Regions from separate parts of the Mus musculus genome. Here all the other regions are linked to region 1. Evidence: chromatin contacts called from public HiChIP or PLAC-seq and promoter capture Hi-C data. All regions are on one chromosome and are shown on one strand. The core of a region is the stretch at or near the end of the contact, and the rest is flanking DNA. Distances in the headings are between cores, read along the strand shown. Region 1 holds the start of Nkx2-5 (NK2 homeobox 5). Region 2 holds the start of Neurl1b (neuralized E3 ubiquitin protein ligase 1B). Region 3 overlaps Gm34455 (a long non-coding RNA gene).

Region 1 (3,137 bases), core at 468-2,967:
ACAAAACAAAACAAGAGAAATCTCGGGCGCCCTATCCCAGACCTCTTCCCCGGATAGTTAGCGTTCTCTTAACAGTCTGGGATTTAGCTTTAGCTTTTCTGGCTGCAAAGAAAATAAAGTCATGAGGATGCTCGGAGTGAATTACATTAGGAATACTCCGGTTTGTCCCTCGGGTGGTCAGCTGATGTTGGCATGGCTTCTGGACTTCCCAGTACCCGGAGGAGGACAGAGGCCTCTACACCAGCCCTGCGGGATTCCGGTTGGTAGCAATAAGTTCTAATCCTCCTCCAGTCCTTCTCCAATGTTCCTGGACCTTCTCTCTGCTCCCAGGGAAAACCTAGGAACGTCCTCTAACTCGCAGAAACCATTGGGCCTCTCTGGCTTTACTCAGCACAGGATCTGGGCCTGGGACTTCCCTGCTCCTTCTGTGAGCTGGCCAGGAGCCCCTCTCCCTACTCTGAGATATTTGGTATTCGGCCACCTTCGGAAGCCTGCTCTTCACTTCTCAGTGTCTTTATTCGTTCCGTATTTCCCAACAGTTCCCAGAAAGGAATTTCTGCCTGATCCTGCCTGGAGATTGTACTAGAAAAACAAAGCCAACCCCAGCTCCTGGGATCCGCAGCATCGCATCTCAAAATCACAACCCGGTCCCCAGACTCCTCTCTTTTGGCACAAAGGAGGCAAGGCCCAGAAAGGCAGGGTGGGCTACACAAGGCCCAGGATACACGGGGCTAAGCTTTCGGTTTAGCAGTTCTCAGTGTCTCAAAGTACCCCCAAATCTGGAAGAGATTTTAACTCTCCAGTACGAAGATTTGTTCTAACGCGGATTGTTAGATAGCTTAACTTTGTAACAGATCCAAGAACAAGGCCCTAACCTACTGGGGTTTTGTAGGCCGAAAACAACATTTTAATCTTCTCTCTCTCTCTCTCTCTCTCTCTCACTCTCACTCTCTCACTCTCTCCCTCTCTCTCTCTCCCTTCTTTTTTCCTGACCCTCTAAATTCGGCGTTCCCTCTAAACTTCGGACTGACTGCGGGACAGCCTGGAATCTTATACTCCAAACTCCCCGCGCCCAGCCTTCACCCCGGACTGAGCTACTGTCAGGCCTGGGTTTCTTGGCTCAGGGTTTTGGACATGAAAGCGATTCCAGAAGGGAAGAGCTTGAGGTTCTCCTTACCTTTTTTATCCGCCCGAGGGTCTTTGGCTGGGTCAGGGTCACCGTAGGCTCCCGGGTAAAATGTGGGGGCGGCTGGGAAAGCAGGAGAGCACTTGGGGGGCGAAGGCGCGGGGCCCATCTCCGCGCGCAGCTCTGCCAGGCCGGACGCTGCCGCCTCGGGGCCAGAGTAGGCCTCGGGCTTGAAGGCGGCCAGCATGCAGGAGGCAGGGGCCAGGGTGGCCTCGAGGCGCGCAGACAGGTCCCCAGACGCCAGGCTACGCTGCTGCTGCTCCAGGTTCAGGATGTCTTTGACTGAGAAAGGCGTGGGTGTGAGCGCAGGGCTGGGGAACATGGTGGCGACGCAGGTTTCACAGCGCCAGGTGGGTAGCAGAGAGTGGTGCTGCCCACCCCTGGGGACAGCCTCCCCGCATGGTGCCCGCCGCCCGCCCGCGCACCCGCCTCTCTGCCCTGGATGTGGCGCGCGGCAGCAGGTAGCGCGGAGCACCAGGGGCAGAAGAGGCGGGAGCAGGCTGGAGTAGGGGGGATTCAGCCTGCCATTGGGCCAGGGGCCTGGATGACAGGAGCGACGGGCAGTTCTGCGTCACCTAATATAGACATAGGGATGGGAAAAAAAAATCCTGCTCAGCTTTTTTTAAAGGGGCCGCGACACATTTGGGATAGTCTCCCACTCCTGCAAGGAGATTGCTCCTCGTTAGCCTGAAAATCCCAGCCAGACACACTCAAAGAAAATACCTGATTCTGTTATGCTGAGTCTAAACGCAGGGTTGGGGGTGGGTCGAGGATTTGAATAAATATTCTTTGCACTGTGTCCTGTATCACTAAATGGGCTGGTGAGGATGGATTGAAAGCCAGAAGAGGGGGGTTATTTTCAGGGATCAAGACTATGACTACAATATTGTTTACTGAAGTCTGCCTAAGAGTAGCCTGCATAGAAAGAGAATCACAGAGAAGACAGTTGTTCTGGGACGAACACTGAGTTTAACACATGAGTTTAAGAATTGGATTGGGGAGCGGTAGTTAATTTGACCTACAGGACCAAATTCAACCCAGGAACCCAGAGGGGCCCCAAGGGGTTCTGAGCTGAATGGAAAGGTGAAGTGGCTAATTGTGGGGTGGGAGTGGCCACCTGCTTCAGACTAAGCGGTGGGGCCAGGCACCTCTCCAGAGAGAAGGAAGCATTGTTGGGGAATTGACTCTTCCTGGAGGAGAGCTGCCTTCTGGGTTGTCTGCCTGGATTCTCCTGAAGCCCAAGCTGCTTCATTTTTCACCCTCCTAGGCCACCACAAAAGTCCCAGACCCTTTCTAGCCCGATCCTCCAGGGCCTTCCTGGGCTTCTACTCCACGGGGCAGAGGACAGATCAGGCAGGTGGAGGGACATTTTCAGTCCAGTGCTGCTTCTGTCTGAAAACTGTCAGGGTTTAAGGAACCCAGGTTCTGTACTAAGACAACTGTCTGGATCTAAGGAACACTTGGGCCCTCCCAGACCCAACAGAGTGGGACTTTTTCCTGCTGTAATCTCAAAAAGAGAAGGCACATCGATTCCAGGCAAAACCTCCCCCACCGAAGGTATATGGTAAGGCTAACCTCTGGGAGAGCTTGGGCTCACCACACCGATTTGCAAAGGGGATGTGCCCTTGAAAATTCATGTGGTGAGGGTCCATCACCTGTTTTCGGATATAAGGATTCCCAGAGTGAACAGATCTGTGAGTCAGAAGGCACACAGATATGAAGGACGAGTTGGCCACCAGAGGAGAGGCTTTTGGAATAGAAACGGAGTGTGAGTGTAGGGTCAAAGGTTAGCTAAACAAGTCACTCTTAAGTCATGAACCCAAAGTCCAGAGATCAAAACTTTTGTGAGTGCAGAGTGTGAACTGTCCCTCCTGGCAGGGCAGTGTGGGCCATTGGGCGCTGGCAACCATCTGGGCCATAGTGAAGCCAGCAAAGGCCTGATTTGTGTTCC
Region 2 (3,137 bases), core at 444-2,943, 430 kb before region 1:
GTTGAAGATAACATTGCTTTAAGCTCATGTTATTTAACACACTAATTTAGAGCTCTGGACCTTCAAGAAGTTCCCTGGTCCTGATTTTTTTTTTTTTCCTGTGTGGTCTGCTGTTGTTGCCACTGACGTGGAAGACATAGCATTTCCCCACAGCACATCCACATGGGGACCGAGAGGCTCAACCTCAGCCTTTCAAATCTACATGTCCTCCCCACCCCGAGACACACACCAGAACAGTTGGGGTGCGGTGGGTTCAGTGGCTGCAGCGAACATCTGGGGAGGTGACTGAAACACAGCCACTTGCTGGAGTGCTCTGAAAGTGGCTTTTTAACAGCAGCTTCCCCACCCTGCCGCCACAAAGTCCTGTTGCCCTGAGCCATTTTATCTAAGTGAAATTCCTCAACTCCTTTTATAGCAATGGCGACCTCTCTAAGGACCCCAGGGTCATACAGAGTGAAGGCCTACCCAGCTAAAGTACCTTTGCCCACCAGAGTTTGGGGTGAAATTTTAAATAACTGAGAGCACTTGTAATTGAGAATTAGAAACTCAGTACAGAATAGGTCTGGCCATGGCTTCCTGGGGAACAACAGAGGAGAGTCTGAGGACAACGAGAAACCAAGGCAGGAGGCGGTCCTCTGAGCACCTCTTTTTACTCCGTTTCAGAGGGAGCTTGCCCTCAGCCACTGGGAGATAGGTTTGGACATCTCGTCTACCCACTGACCCTCGGTTTACCCTGTCTGTGCTGTGGAGGTAATAACCCTGCTTCCTAAACTGACGAGAGTACTGAGTATGGGAGTCTGAAAGTAATGGTTAGGGACTGGGTCTCCTCACAGAGTCATTACACCTCCCCCACCTTGGTGTGTTAGTCTGTGAATTGGACTAGGGGTGGCATGGGCTAGCTGGCCTTTTATAGAAGAGTAGCCAAGGCTGGAAGGTTCTGAGAAAAGATTTATGCGGTGGGAGTGGATGCACCTCCCCCTCTCAGCCCCCTCCCCCCCCCCAACGCCGCCGCCTCGTACCTCCTGGCAACACTACCCACCTCACATGCCACCTCGTTCTCTCAAAAACCCTCAGCCGGCCCTATCTGACACTTCAATGTTATTGTTGGTTTTGACCACTATGTGATCTTGATTGCTAATTTTCTCTTCCTTGAGAGCAGGGACTGCGTCTGGGGCTCAGCAGAGGGCCTGGTACATAGGGTGTGGGCAGTACTTTAATGAAGAAGGCACAGTGAGCTCAAGTCTGGGTCCCGCCCCCCCCCCTAAACAACCACTACATACTGAAGTCTCTCCTCCTAGGTATGCGGCCTAGGGGATGGAGAAGTTCCCCATCCCTACCCCCCACCCCCATCTCACCCTGGATGGACTGTCATGGAGCCCTTGACACTGTCTGGCGTGACCTGCATGTGTGCGCGTCGTCCCTGAGTCGAGGCACCACCCAAAGTGGCCGAATGCCTGGACAAGGACTCGGCACCCGGCGACCCATCCCGATTGGCAAAAAGAGCAAGGTCGGTGCGCGCGGGAACGACGAGGGCAGGAGGCCAGCCCCGCCTCTCCAGCGCGCTACCGGTGCAAACTTTCAAAAGACGCGGCGGCGGCCCCAGCCCCGCCCAAGCACGGTTGGTGGCGGGCGCGGGGGCGGGGCGGGCGCGCCCGGGCCGGTGGCTCCGCCTCCTCCCGCCGCCGCCCGCGCCGCCCATCTGCCGCCCGCCGGTCGCCGGTGCAGCGGCAATGCCCCGCAGCCCGGCCGCGGCCCCCGGCCCGCCCAGCTAGCCCCGCGCCGCGAGTCTCGGAGTAGCGATGGGCAACACGGTGCACCGGACCCTGCCAGGTACGCCCGGAGCCGCGCCCCGAAGTGGCGCGGAGCGCCTGGTCCTCCCCGGGTCGTCGCAGCCGCGGAGCCCGGGTGCAAGCCAGAGCCTGGTTGCCGGAGCCCGAGCCCCGGAGCCGCACCCCTGCAGGGATGTGCGGACCCCTCCTGGTTTTCCTGGCCTTGGCCGTGCGCCCCACGCCTTTGTTCCAGCCGGAGGTCGCTAATGAGCGAGCCGGAGGGAGGTATCGGGGCTTCCCCCGGCCGGAACCCTTCAGGGGGGTTGCAGGGCGCGGGTGTCCCGGGTCTCCGCGTACAGTCCACAGGCGCCCCCGGCACACGTGCTAGTTCTTGGCGGCGTTCCCACGCGCGCCCGGCTGCGCCCCGTTCGGGTGTCCGTTCTGTTGGGGGCCCTCCCAGCCCCATCTGAGCCATTGCTGTGGGGCGCATCGCCCCCTAGTTAAAAGCGCCCTAGAATTTCCTAGACCCGAGAAAGGCGGTGGGCGAGGGGCGTGGGGCGGGCGTGCGGAGGCCGGGGGACGCCACGCCTCGCTGAAAATACCTAGTGATGGTGGAACATGTCAGCGCGCCGAGGCTGTCACTGCCTGTCTGCAAAGAATCGTCCTCCTAAGAAAAGACACCCCGATTTTACACAAGAAGTTTAACCTCAGTACAGGAGAAATGACCCGGTGACAGGCAGTGGTGGGAGACTGCATGGGCCCTGTCAGCCTGTCTGCCCCGCCCCTCACCCCCACTGTGTCCCAAGTCTTCAGAAGTGTTTGGGCATAAAACTGGGCATTCGGCATTCGCAGCATCCTTAAGCAGAGGCTCTCTCTCTCTCTCTCTCTCTCTCTCTCTCTCTCTCTCTCTCTCTCTCTCTCTGTGTGTGTGTGTGTGTGTGTGTGTGTGTGTGTTGGGGGAGGGTAGTTCAGAGAAGAAGCAAGTTGGCTGTAGGTCAGATTTAGCACAGCCCAGCTGACACCCCATCTCTGTTCTGACACCCCCACAGCCCTTCCTCCGGCAGTTATCCTAATAGAGTTGTCTCTTCCCCTGGAAGGGATTGGACCAACCTGAGACCTAAGGACCACTGGGGAGACAGACAGCCCCTTCTACTAACAAGCCCCTGGGTGGCTTTTACTGGATCATTCCTAAGGTCAGCCAGGTGGAGTCACAGGCTGGTCAGCTTCAGAGGTGGCTTTGGAACCTGGGTCTGTACTAGACAGAGTGATAACCGCTTCTTGCTAGGCTGAAGAGACCCAGCCACCGATCTGGAGGGACCTGAGGTCACATCAGAGATGGCAGTCACAGAAGCCCATGACGGAGACACA
Region 3 (3,137 bases), core at 431-2,930, 360 kb before region 1:
CATCCTCCTGCCTCAGCCACGTAAGTACCAGCCTGTCCTCCTACACACCACTTCACTAAACTTCAAAAGAAATATTTATATGGTGTGGCCAGAACTGCAGCCAATCTTCTGCCTGACCTGGTGCTGGTTTCTGGGCCAGGAGGAAGGTGTGACTGTGGAACATGCAGCCCTGGACTTATACAGTACCCATTACCCACCAGTCCACTAGCCCTGGAACAACCCTGGTCGAGCTCACGCAAGAGTCAGGGGAGGTGACAGGACCCAGGCTGGTTCCACATGACCCATGCGCTCCTACTAGTCACCTTGTAAGACCAGAGTTGACACCCCTGTCCCACTGATAAGGACCCTAGTCAGACAGGCTCCCAGCTCAAAGCCAGACATGCTAGGGACTGGAGCAGAATACACAGCCTTCGAGTCTGAGTCTCAACTGCTCCAGTAGGCCCTGAGAACAGGACAGCAGCAGTGTTCAGGATCCCTCACTCCAGGAGTGCCTCTCCCTCCCCCACTGCCACACTGTGACCTGGCCACCTCCTTTGACTTGGTGCTGTAGGCTTCACTAGGTCAGACTCTTTCCTCAGTATCTCAGGGATGGTGACAGTACCTCGGGATGTCTAACACAGATCTGCTCCCTCGCCCCCATCCAGCTTGGAACGCTGTTGCCATGGAGAGACATCAACAGGCCTGCACAATATTTGGGCAACACAAACTGGAAGATTGCTCTTCTTCCCGGAGCCCAGGCCCAGACATGCCAGGGTGTGGGCTGGGGGTGGGGCAGGGAAATTCTGGGGCACCACATGACAGTCCCAGACTAGAGTCAAGCCAGCCAGCTCCCCCTGCACCCTCTAGCACACAGCCTCTGCTCTCATTCACTGCAATGGATAGTCTGGATTCACTGCTGGGGAAACTGAGGCCAGTGCTCTTGCCTCGGCCACAGTCCCTGCTAAGCCCAACAAACGGCTGGGTGTCTCAACCACAGATCTTCTCCCACTACTTCCCGAACAACCTAAAGGCTCCTCACTGATTTCACCCTAGGACCTTAGTCAGGCCACTGGCCGGGCCGCTCACTAGCAGTGAGGTCCTGTCTCTTTGAGCACCAGCTAGTCTGTCCCTGTAAAGTGAGGTTGTGACCACACCTCCTTTACCATGTTGAGTGGGGTACAAGCAATCATGGAGTTAGGGGGCAGCATATGTTTAACCAGCCTCCCAAGGGATTCTGAAGTATGCGTGGATCTGGACATCATTATACAACATCCACCAAACCATGCCATGCCCCTGCCTTAGGGTCCTCCATAGCTCCCCATCCCCTCTGGGTGAAGTTTAAGAGGCTTGTGTGGGTAGCCTGTTTCTTCTACTTTTGTATGTCCATACATTGCAGTATAAAATTATTAGCACGCTAATTTATGGGAGTACCTCACTGTGTATGGGTAAGAAATGAGTTTTCCTCTAAAATCGGAGAAACTCAGACTTCTGAAGCCCTGTCCCCAGGAGTTTGCCAAGACCCAGTGTGAGCACTTTGCACAGGTGATCTCGTGCCATCCTCACAGCTGCCCAGACGCATGGCCACCCTCCCTGGAGACCGGAGAACACAGGTGGGTTTGGGGTTCACACAGCCAGAGGCCAGCCTTTGAGCCTCTGACCGTCAGAGCATTCTGCACCATCTGCCCTGGCTGCTTGCCTGGAGGAGTGCTAGACAACAGACCCAAGGCATGCATCACAGCTGTGTCTGATGGGGAAACTGGCTGATAGCTCACAACACACAGGGCCAAAGGGGAAGGCCCACAAAGCCTGTCAGGACCCTCCAACTTCATCCCGGAAGTATTGAGAATACCCAAGATTGAACACAGAACACCAGGCTCACTTTAGAGCTCCTGAATCAGTTGGGCTTGAGTACGGCCCTTGGTGGTGGTGTGGACTATACTGTGAGAACTGGCACCAAGGAAGGAACACACAGTGGTGAGGAGCAGTGGTGGGGAGCAGGAGCAGGGAGCAGGGTTAGGTACCCAGGCTGTCTATGGCAGTAAGGGCTACCTCAGCTAGGAGCCTGGGGACCAAGGACCTCGGGTTCTGTCCCCTGTGAGCTGCATTGAGTGAATCAAACAGGCCCTGAATCCATGGGACAGACAGGTGCTCCTCATCCCTGCTAGGAACAGCCTGCCTTCATTCTCTGTCCCCACAGGAGACTAGAGTGCCTGATGACAGGAAAGGGTTGTCAGAACAAGGCCAGGGTCCTGTTCCTGGCAATCCCATGCCTCAAAGGCTGTGTCAGGAAGAGGGTCTGTTTTCCCTCTGGGTCCAAGTTCTCAGCAGTCTTGTCCCAACAACCCATTAGAAGGGCCCATTCTGGAAAGCACCCTTCCCTCTGCATCCTTCAGAAGGGAACAGCACTGCAGATCCAGGGGAACTGTCCAGTGAAGGAAGGGGCTTTGACCTCCATTGACCACAAAAGGCTCCACACATCTGTCCCAGAGACTCTATTCCTCAAGGGCAGACAGATAGAAGTCTCCAAATGGCCTAATGCCTAGAAAATCATCTCTGGCAACCAAAGGGCCTGGAGCTCAGGATGGTCTATCTTCAGTAGCCCAGGATGGCCTAACTTCAGTAGCCCAGGGTGGCCTATCTTCAGTAGCCCAGGATGGCCTATCTTCAGTTCCCACCTAGCCAAATCTCTCCATTTCCCTCTCTCCCTCCCCTCTTCTTCCATTCTTGATTTTCTCCTTCCATGACTCCCTTCCTTTCCCTCCCTCCTTCCTTCTCTCATGGCTTACAATGTATAAGGAAGGGCAGTAACTCACACTTTATATATAATTGGTTTACATATTTTACAAACAAGTTATAAAATTATGTCAGGTGTCAGGAAGCATGCTAAGGTGAAACTAAGGAGAAATGGGGCTAAAGAGGAGACTTAGGGTGAAGAGGAAGCTGTGGGGCAGGCCGCACTGATCTCTGGGTAACGACCTGGAAGAGGAAGTACCTGGCCCTGGGAGCAACTTGGGAAGGGCAAGAATCAGGAGCCTCTGTACCCTGCCCAGAGGTGGGCAGGGAAGCCTGAGAGAGTGGCCAAGGAGTGTTAGAGGGCTGGAGAGCCCAGGGTCCCAGCTGGGCGAGGCAGTGGTGGGGATGTAGCAAGCATCTTCTGG

What was found. HiChIP or PLAC-seq counts read pairs in DNA pulled down with a chosen protein or histone mark. Capture Hi-C pulls out chosen DNA fragments and counts their contacts.
Region 2: a promoter capture Hi-C map of adipose tissue shows a contact between it and region 1. The contact joins the promoter of Neurl1b here to the promoter of Nkx2-5 in region 1. A contact is called at or near these places in 5 of 39 promoter capture datasets (HPC-7-derived erythroid cells, embryonic stem cells, hippocampal neurons and 2 more), 2 of 484 Hi-C or Micro-C datasets (bone marrow-derived macrophages and embryonic stem cells), 3 of 115 datasets of contacts at active chromatin or transcription factors (bone marrow-derived macrophages and embryonic stem cells) and 4 of 9 other capture datasets (adipose tissue, embryonic stem cells, liver and 1 more).
Region 3: an H3K27ac HiChIP or PLAC-seq map of heart atrium shows a contact between it and region 1, with 4 times the contacts expected there. The contact joins the enhancer-like site here to the promoter of Nkx2-5 in region 1. A contact is called at or near these places in 2 of 39 promoter capture datasets (the C10 cell line and pre-B cells), 3 of 115 datasets of contacts at active chromatin or transcription factors (embryonic stem cells, heart atrium and stem cell-derived neural progenitor cells) and 2 of 9 other capture datasets (embryonic stem cells and pancreatic islet).

What each region holds. Positions count from the first base shown.
Region 1 is chr17:26,839,848-26,842,984 of GRCm38.p6, forward strand. Nkx2-5 (NK2 homeobox 5) reads right to left here and starts at 1,718. Exons shown (of 2, transcript NM_008700.2): 1 at 1,178-1,718. The coding sequence starts at 1,508.
Region 2 is chr17:26,413,166-26,416,302 of GRCm38.p6, forward strand. It overlaps Neurl1b (neuralized E3 ubiquitin protein ligase 1B), which reads left to right and starts at 1,694. Exons shown (of 5, transcript NM_001081656.3): 1 at 1,694-1,830. The coding sequence starts at 1,800.
Region 3 is chr17:26,478,186-26,481,322 of GRCm38.p6, forward strand. The region is part of intron 1 of Gm34455 (a long non-coding RNA gene); the gene reads right to left. Among named protein-coding and RNA genes, the nearest start is that of Gm34455, 25 kb to the right of the region's middle. Within about 2 kb of position 1,681, at least 32 of the 459 cell types and tissues checked have an H3K27ac peak or open chromatin away from gene starts, as enhancers often do. A contact at or near this core is called in heart atrium, where this site is marked.